Regions from separate parts of the Mus musculus genome. Here region 1 is linked to region 2. The links are chromatin contacts, called in public HiChIP or PLAC-seq maps. All regions are on one chromosome and are shown on one strand. Each heading gives the region's core, a stretch centred on a gene start, on an enhancer-like site or on the middle of the called end of the contact. The rest is flanking DNA. Distances are from core to core; before and after follow the strand shown.

Region 1 (4,474 bases), core at 1,372-3,871, 610 kb after region 2:
TGTGGATGCCTGTAATCAAACCTAGGTCCTCTGGAAGAGCAGCCAGTGCTCTTAACCACTGAGCCATCTCTCTAGCCCGTTGTTTTTTATTTTATTTAATGTTCCACTAGACTGTCAGTTCTCTAAGGGAGGGAGCCATGAGTGCTTTGTTTGTTTTTGTGTGCCTGTCTGTTACATGGTACTAATTGTGTAGACTCAGTGTGTACCTGCCTCTTATATGGTACTGACTGTGTAGACTGTATGTGCCTGCCTGTTATATAGTCTTGACCACAGATGCAGTGTGTGCCTGCCTGTTAATATGGTACTAACTGTGTAGGCTGTGTGTACCTGCCTATTAATACGGTACTAACTGTAGACACTGTGTGTGCCTGCCTGTTGCATGGTACTGACTGTGTAGATGCAGTTTTACTTAATTCACTTTGGTGCCTCTGTTTTCTTCCCTTGCAGGACACCAAGGACTTCGCCAACAAGTAAGAGTTCACTTGCTCGTCTTCATCATTCTTCTTCCCTCCCACTTGTATGGCTATGGTCCACGTAGTAGTAGGAGTGTAGGGTGCCAACTGCACAGCAGCCCTTGCTTCATCCCATGGCTTTCAAGAAAGAGGTCAATCTTTGATGATTAGATATTGTTGTCTCCCAACACGATCTCCAGAGTCCAACTGGGCTCACAGCCTTCACCTGAGCACAGCAAGAGAGTAAAAGCCTGACTTGGCAGAGAGTCCGCTCACTTGTGAAATCTTCTGGCAGTCTTATATCCTGGTTCACATAGTGCCTTTGCCAGTTTTTCTTTCCTTGATTAGGGATAATGAGACCTTCCCTGCTTGCCTTGTAATTGTCATGAACACTGGCAGAAAAGCAAGAAGAGCCAAGTGACAGGTGTTTGTGTCTATCACTCTTTCAGGTACCCACGGAAGAAGTTCTGGATTGGGAAAGCCATCCCTCACATGGTTAAAAGAAAGGCAGGAGAATTCTCAGATAAACTTCTTTCTCTGCAGCGAGGCCTGAGGCAGTTCCAGGGTAAGCATTGGGAAAAGCACCAGATCGGGGGTCAGGCTCGGCCACACTGGGAGGTTTCCTGGCTTCTCCCCACCTTATTCTCCCATCTCAGCCTTCCAAGGAGCTCTGGCTTCTGTATCTTTTATCCTTGGGATCTCCAGTAGAGCCCTGTTCCAAGTAAGAAATGAGTTCTCTGGGTCTACAAGTCATTTCTATCGTTTTCATTTTTCCTCCATAGGCAAGCTGCTGAGAGACTTGGAGTATAAGACAGGTACGTGAACAGAAGGTTGTTCCCATTTTACCCTGTGGAATCCTCACTGGAACTGCCCATAGGCGGCCCCACCCCCTTACATTATTTCAGATCAGTCTCCCGTGTAGTCTGCAGTACTGCTGAGCCTTTGAGGTCACAGGTCACACACCATAAGGTGCTTCTTATGAGACCTTATGAGAGCAAACAGCAGTGGCAGCCCGAGGCCAGAGATCATCTATGCTGTGTGTACCAAGTACCTCAGGGACACAGTTCACAGAGACCATGATATAAAGAGTGCTCGGGAATATATAGAACTGCGCAGTGAGGCAGATACTATGGAGACTAGTCACTCCTTCCCAGCCCACCACTGACACTGTTACTTCCTCCCTTGTCCAATAGTAAGCGTCACCCTGGACCCACAGTCGGCCAGTGGATACCTACATCTTTCAGAGGACTGGAAGTGTGTGACCTATACTGGCCAATACCAGAGTGACTGTCTGCTCCCCCAGCAGTTTGACTGTGAGCCAGGAGTGTTGGGCAGCAAGGGCTTCACATGGGGAAAGGTATACTGGGAAGTAGAGTTGGAGAGAGAAGGCTGGTCAGAGGATGAAGAAGAGGGGGAGGAGGAAGAAGAAGGGGAAGAAGAGGAAGAAGACGAGGAGGTTGGCTATGGGGACGGATACGAAGACTGGGAAACAGATGAAGAAGACGAATCACTGGGGGAAGAGGAAGAGGAGGAAGAGGAAGAAGAAGAAGAAGTTCAGGAAAGCTGCATGGTGGGAGTGGCCAAAGACTCTGTGAAGAGGAAAGGGGACCTCTCCCTGCGACCAGAAGATGGTGTGTGGGCCCTTCGGCTCTCCCCCTCAGGTATCTGGGCCAACACGAGCCCAGAGGCCCAGCTGTTCCCGGTGCTGCGGCCCCGGAGAGTGGGCATCGCCCTGGATTATGAAGGTGGCACTGTGACATTCACCAATGCAGAGTCCCAGGAACTCATCTATACCTTCACGACCACCTTCACCCGGCGCCTGGTTCCCTTCCTGTGGCTCAAGTGGCCAGGAGCACGCCTTCTGCTGAGACCCTGAACTCCAGAACCCGCCTGGGTCACCCTACAGAAACTTTACTTCTCTGAGAGTCCAGGACTCTGAGATGAAGAAAGATTACCTGGATCCCACACCCATGGAAACTTCCCTTCTCTGGGATCCCAAAACTATAATGGAGGAAGGTTCCTGGCCAGAGCACTAGGAGGAGGAGAGAGAGGGACATCACATCCATTGCCACCCATCTCCCCACTGCCACGGCCAAAGTCTCTCAACACTGTCACCCTATCCATATATCTTACTCAGCTTCTCATTTCCTCTGAGGTTTCCTGCTCTGAAGACCAAATGACTCCCTCTTTCCTGAACACACCCATTTGTCTTGTCCCTGTGTTCTTTGTTGAGCAGGGCCTTGGCAGCAGCATTTTCTGGTTCAGTTGTTAGCCAGTGCCCACAGGTAGACTTTCCATCACATCTGAAGCTGTTTTTGCTGTCCTCGAAGTTGAGGTACCCCGTGCCCAAAACCACTCTGTTGCCTACCTTTCCTGGTGTCTTAAATCACTTTTCCTTACCCCACAAGAGTTAAATATGCAAAGATGCAAGAATGGATGTAGTCATGACCCACAGAAGTTTCCAAGGCCGTGTAAGTTTGTGTCCTGGAGTGCTGGTAGAATCATCTCCTAGCGTGAGTACCAAAGTTTCTAGCCTCAAACCCAGACCTGAGTAGGTAGGACTCCCCAGGGACATCTGTGTTTCAGAAAGCATCTAGGTACTATGACTCAGATAGTGACTGTGATCAATAAATTACCTCTGCAGAGCAGTCCTTGTGAAGGAAGTTTTTAAAACAACCCGAACATCTTGCTCTTGACCAGGAGGTCAAGACCTCGTTGCTGACACTATGGAGTGTCCAGATTCACTTTCCTAGGAGATGGACTGGGGAAGGGGAGAGAGGGCCATGAGGAATCTAGAGAGCCTCTGTCCTAGGTCTTACTATGGAGAAAGGGCCTGCAGTATCGCCCTGCTGACCCAGCTGGTGCCCATAGTTGAACATGAGTCCCTGCTTAGCCAAAATGATGCCCCCCTTTTTATCCTTAAACATTCCAGATTTCTTCTGCCCGTGCAAGTGTTAGCTCCTCTTGGCTCTTGAACAGACTGTTCCCAGACACTGGATCTTGGTGGCCTCGGAGTCACCACAGCGTCTCGAGACTGAACACTTCGTATGCATCACATGCTGCCTGAGTCACTAGTACCTACACAGTGGCTCCCTCACCACTCTTTGTTCTAGAGTTAATCATCTTCATTTCCTGTGTCTTTATTACTAAATAAACTACACATTTTTCTCAGTGGTCAGAAATTTCAAGACAGTCATCTGGTGCTGTCTCTTATTTTTATCTTGATGCCTACTGGAGTGAACTTGAACCTGAGCCATTGATTGGTCTCTCTGTAGACAGCTTTTAAATCCCCTTTTGGCATTAAACTGGGGGTTCTGGATCTTTTCCCTCTGAGGCCTGTAGCCCCGCTAGCCTAACTCTCACGTAGCTGTAGATGACCTTAAGCTTCCTGTCTCAACCTTCTAAGGTCTGGGATTTCAGGTAGGTGCCACTATGCCTGTTTTTTTGTTTTTATGGTTTTGGGGTTTTGGTTTTGTTATGTTTTGTTTTTCAAGACAGGGTTTCTCTGTGTAGCCCTGGGTGTCCTGGAACTCACTCTGTAGACAAGGCTGGCCTCGAACTCAGAGATCTGCCTGCCTCTGCCTGGTTTATACAGTGCTGGAGACTGAACCCAGGGTTTCTCACATCCTAGGCAAGCACTCCCCCGGGTGGCATCCCAAGCCCTGGTCCTATTTCTGGACCCCGTGTCTCCTCTCCTAACTTAACTGTGGTTTTGTCACACATTTAATAACTTCTGAGGTGAGTTTGGAAGTTGAATTTTTAAAGCCTTCAGTATCTGGAAATGTTTATCTCTCATACACTTAAGGGATTCTTCAAAATTGTGTTTCCTTCAGAATGTCAGAATTGTTCTACTGCCTTAAGGTCCTGATTTTCAGAATTCCCTTGGGGCTCTCTGCCTCATGATAGTTCTCAGTGGCCTGTTTCTGTTTTACAGATGGGTTTGGGAGCCTTACCTGTATCCCTACTCCTTGCACTAGCACATATGAAGCACATACATACATACATACATACATACATACAAT
Region 2 (4,409 bases), core at 1,311-3,810:
CTCTTCCCCATCTCGCTCCACACCCACTTCAGGACTGGGGACTTAGCCCAGTCTTGGTTTTCTCTTTCTTTTTCTTCTCCCCCTCCACCGTTTCCTCCTGCTTCCCTCATTCTGTAGCCCTGGTTCTTCTGGAACTCATGACACAGATGAGGATGCCTCTACCTCTCCAGTGCTTGGATTAAAGGTATGGACTATGACACCCGGCTTTTTAATACCAGTTTTCAAAGTGAATAAAGGGTATTTAACGGTTAAATAGTGATCACTTATGTATAAGTATTGAGTGAAATGTTCTTCACTTGATCTAATTTAAATGGACTAATCTCGTTATCTTTTCTTTTACTTCTGAAGGGGCATACATCTCATAGTTGGTGCAGGAAATCCACTTTTGCACACCATAACCTGTATCCTATTGCCGCAGACCTTCTGGGTCCCTGTGTCTGCGTGGAACGGGGTCTCTCGACGCGGGTGGGCAAAGCGTGGATGAATGACAGACAGACACACACACAGGAGAGTTTGTGTGGAATCTGAATGTAATTTTTCAAATCGAACATCAGACTTTTTATGCAGAAGACAACAAGGTACAAATAAGGTAACCGGATGCTTAATGACTCTTACACAGAACAGAGGAAATGAAAACGCAAAGTCTGGCAGGAACTGGGCAATAAAATAACTGAGACAGAGTCAGCCCTATCTAAGGTCAGCTATAGTCTTAGAATCCAGGTGTGAGATCTTTTCACTCCTAGGGCAAGGGCTTTCACACCCAAGTCATGGTTCTAACTAGGGAGTTTTGTTCTAGCTAACCATCTCATGAGTAATGCAATACTCTAAAACCACAGCCGGATCTACTTCCTAAACCATTGTAAATTCCTGTATATAGGTGTAACTCAGCTATAATTCTAAATATCTGTTCTGGTTTCTCCTACGGTCAGAAACTTCTTTCTTCCTTAGTGATGGTAAATTCCTGTGAAGGGCAGTGACCTAACTTTTACTCAAAGAGATAGTGTAATACCAGGGGCAATACTGAATTCCAAGCCCAAGGTCTTGCTAAGGACGAACTAGGACTGTTGGAACACTGGCGGATGGCTTTAGCTATGTCAGAATTCAATCTTAAAAGGCACTTATGATAGGAAAATATTGAAAGAGAGCACGTGGATCCATACACTAGACTAACGCGGGAATGGAACGCGGGAATGAAAAATTACTGTATGGGTAGGGAACGCTAGACTCCAGGAGGAGAGCTTCCTTGAAAGTCTTTTGCCTCATGAGTGACTTTTAAGCCTCTCGGCTTGTCCAGTTGACTCGACCAGAGAGCGTAGCATCCTATGGAGTTGGAGCTTTTGTTTTTTATGGAGATAAGGTCTGGTTGTGGTTGAGGCTAGTCTCAAACTCCCAAGCTCCAGTGCTAGTCTTACCTTAGCCTCTCTCTCTCTCTCTCTCTCTCTCTCTCTCTCTCTCTCTCTCTCTCTCTCTCTCTCTCAAGAGATTTTATTGGTCGAGGAGCAGAGTACAGACATTCCAGTTCTTATCACACGTCCCCAAAAGAACCATATACTGTGTTCATGTACCCAAACTCTAAAGAGTCACATTGTGTTCATGTACACAAATGAAGAGCTACGGATTGTTTTTCTTTGAACTTATTCCAATGATGTTCCAGCCTCAAACTTGGCAAGTTTCCTAAGACCTTTCCTAACAACCAAATGTTCATAATCTTCAGCTCCACCAACTCACAGTTTTATGCCACACAGAGAACGTACTCAGAATTTCCATCTTTCACAGCACATTATCACGACTGTTAGGAAAATGGACTGCCACGACCACAGACATCACAGTTCTGACAGGGCAAGGACCAAAGACTGGCTTTCTTACAAAATGGTTCTACAAGAAACACAGGACCAGATAGAACTGAAAATATTCCAGACACAAATGCACCCCCCGAGACTCCAAATTGCCATTTAGTGTGCTTTGTATTGTAGGATATAAAACTAGCTCCCTCTACGAAATGTGATGGTGACCCCCGAGGCAGTCACAGCCTCTCCTGATTCAGTATCCTGCTATTTTCTGGTTGTACCAAAAATAAACAACCAGCAAATGATTTAACCTCTTAAAAAAAAAAAAAACAAAAAAACATTTACACTTAAAAAAAAAAATGAGATGAGGTGGGATTCCCTCACCTTTTAAAAATGTTTCTAGAGCTACTAAAAAACTCGCATTTACAAAATTGTTGATAAAAATATTCCTCTGGACTGTACAAGAAGGGAGGCGGGACCACTGACAGGCGTGATGGATGCTTAGTCGGACTTGGGTCCTTTCTCTTCATCAGAGGTTGGACTCTGGTTTTCTGTCTCTCCATTTTCTGCAGGCAGATCTGTGGTTTGCTGGTCAGCAGCTTCAGCCTGTTGTTTGCCCTTTGCTCCCCTCTTCCCTTTTATCTGCACTTTTTCGTTTGATATTTATCCTTTCCCGTGGCTTTTTTTGGCTTGGGAGGGGCGGGCTTGACCGATAGCCTCGCGGAGCGGCGCTTGGGTTCCGCCTCCATCCGTGTTAACCTTCCTCTTGGGCATCCTGGCGGCGCGAAGTGGGAGAGGCGTGTGTCACCGGATCTGTCCCGAGCTGCACCACCAAGCCCTCACCACACTAACTGCTGCGACCCGTCGCAGGGGCGGTGGGAGAACCGGATCGTCTTAGCCTCTTGAACAGCTGGGACTACAGTGCTGATCAGGGTGCCAGGCTGAACCAAATGTTTATTCTATTTGAAGAACTCTTTGATAGCCTGAGAGTCTTTGCTGTAGTCCTTAGAGTATGCATATGACTGCAGCTGACTCTTAGAGGAACCAGAACACGTGAACAAACCACAAAGATTTATGAGGGAACTACATTCATGTGTATGTATGAGAGTATGTTATGTGCGCTGTGTGCAGGAGCCCAAAGAGATCAGATGTTAGAGCCTCAGAACTGGAGTTATGGGCAATTGTGAGCTGCTATGTGGATACTGGGAACCAAACCCTGGTCCTCTGCAAAAGCAGCAAGCGTAGTTATCTCTCCAACCCCCCAGATTCTGTTTTTCCCTCCTGGAACTTGATCTTAATGGTCTCCTATACAAGGGGAATCAATCTCTCTCTCTCTCTCTCTCTCTCTCTTAAAAAAGTATATTGTAGCTGTTTTCTTTCTTTCTTTTTTCTTTTTTTTGATTTATGTATTTATTTTATGCATGAGTACACTGTAGTTGTCCTCAGACACACCAGAAGAGGGCACTGAGTAGCATTACAGATGGTTGTGAGCCACCATGTGGTTGCTGGGATTTGAACTTAGGACCTCTGGAAGAGCAGTCATTGCTCTTGACCGCTAAGCCATCTCTCCAGCCCAGGGAATCTTTTGATTGAACTATGACATCAGAACTCAAGTTTTCCTGCTCCTATGCTGGGGATGATGCAGATCAGTTGATAGAGTGCTTGCCTTGCATGCACAGGGTTCAATCCTCGGCACCACGGAAAAACTGTGCAAAGCTTTTGGGGCCACTTCTAGAAACGTGGCAGGAATTTGACCTTGGGCCAGGATACGGAAGTAAGCTCAGGCAGGAATTTGACTGTGGGCTAGAACAAATAGACCTCAGGCAGGAAATTGACTTTGGTCTAGGACTCTGAAGTAGGCAAAAGATGAATGCAGCTGAGGAATGTGTTCTTTGTATCTTGACGGTTCTTGTTAAGACCCTGAATACAGTACTCATGAGACCTTTCATCTATATTTTGTTTGCTCCTTACCTACCCAGTCCATGCCTTGTTTGTTCCTTAACTACTTTATGACTTAAGACTGACCATATTCTTTGTATATACCTAGAATGATATAAAAGCAGACTGGAAAAAAATAAATCTGCTTCAGCCTCTGAACAGACTGGGGTCAGGCTACAGTGTTGTCCAATTGTCTTTTTTCTTTTTAATCCTTCCTTCCTCCCCAGAGAACTGTTGACTGACTGAGCTGACTTGATAAAAAACAAACAAACAAACAAACAAAACTAAGTGTTTTGGTAAATGCCTGTAATCCCAGAACTGGAGGCAGGAGGATCAGAAGTTCAAAATCATCAGTGGATCATAGGAAGTTTAGGTTAGACTGGACAAGAATTCCTTGAAGAAAAAAAGTTTGGATATCCTACTTGGAGCATGTTCTATTGTGTGTAGACACACACATACACAAAGTTATCCACAAATCAGATTTAGTGTGCAAGAGCCAAGGACCATCAGTTATGAGGCTTACTGAAGAAGCCAAAAAAACATGAGCTAAAGATGCAGGCTGCAGGTAGGAATGATTAGGTGTGCTTTTAGAGCATATGTTCCTTGATGGCTGTCAGTTGATCCAGCTAGGCACAACTCTAGAAATGAACTGTCAAATAACCAATCAACATTGTTACCTGAACA

Evidence for each region. HiChIP or PLAC-seq counts read pairs in DNA pulled down with a chosen protein or histone mark.
Region 1: an H3K4me3 HiChIP or PLAC-seq map of bone marrow-derived macrophages shows a contact between it and region 2, with 5 times the contacts expected there. The contact joins two enhancer-like sites. A contact is called at or near these places in 12 of 39 promoter capture datasets (the 3T3-L1 cell line, the C10 cell line, the HPC-7 cell line and 9 more), 8 of 115 datasets of contacts at active chromatin or transcription factors (the 230-238 cell line, bone marrow-derived dendritic cells, bone marrow-derived macrophages and 5 more) and 1 of 9 other capture datasets (adipose tissue).

Annotation. Positions count from the first base shown.
Region 1 is chr17:36,855,755-36,860,228 of GRCm38.p6, forward strand. Trim26 (tripartite motif-containing 26) reads left to right here. Exons shown (of 10, transcript NM_001025599.3): 7 at 448-470; 8 at 902-1,017; 9 at 1,235-1,267; 10 at 1,646-3,644. The coding sequence ends at 2,328. Among named protein-coding and RNA genes, the nearest start is that of Trim15, 9.2 kb to the right of the region's middle. Within about 2 kb of position 2,622, at least 23 of the 459 cell types and tissues checked have an H3K27ac peak or open chromatin away from gene starts, as enhancers often do. A contact at or near this core is called in bone marrow-derived macrophages, where this site is marked.
Region 2 is chr17:36,249,826-36,254,234 of GRCm38.p6, forward strand. It overlaps the pseudogene Gm6633. Among named protein-coding and RNA genes, the nearest start is that of Rpp21, 5.8 kb to the right of the region's middle. Within about 2 kb of position 2,561, at least 89 of the 459 cell types and tissues checked have an H3K27ac peak or open chromatin away from gene starts, as enhancers often do. A contact at or near this core is called in bone marrow-derived macrophages, where this site is marked.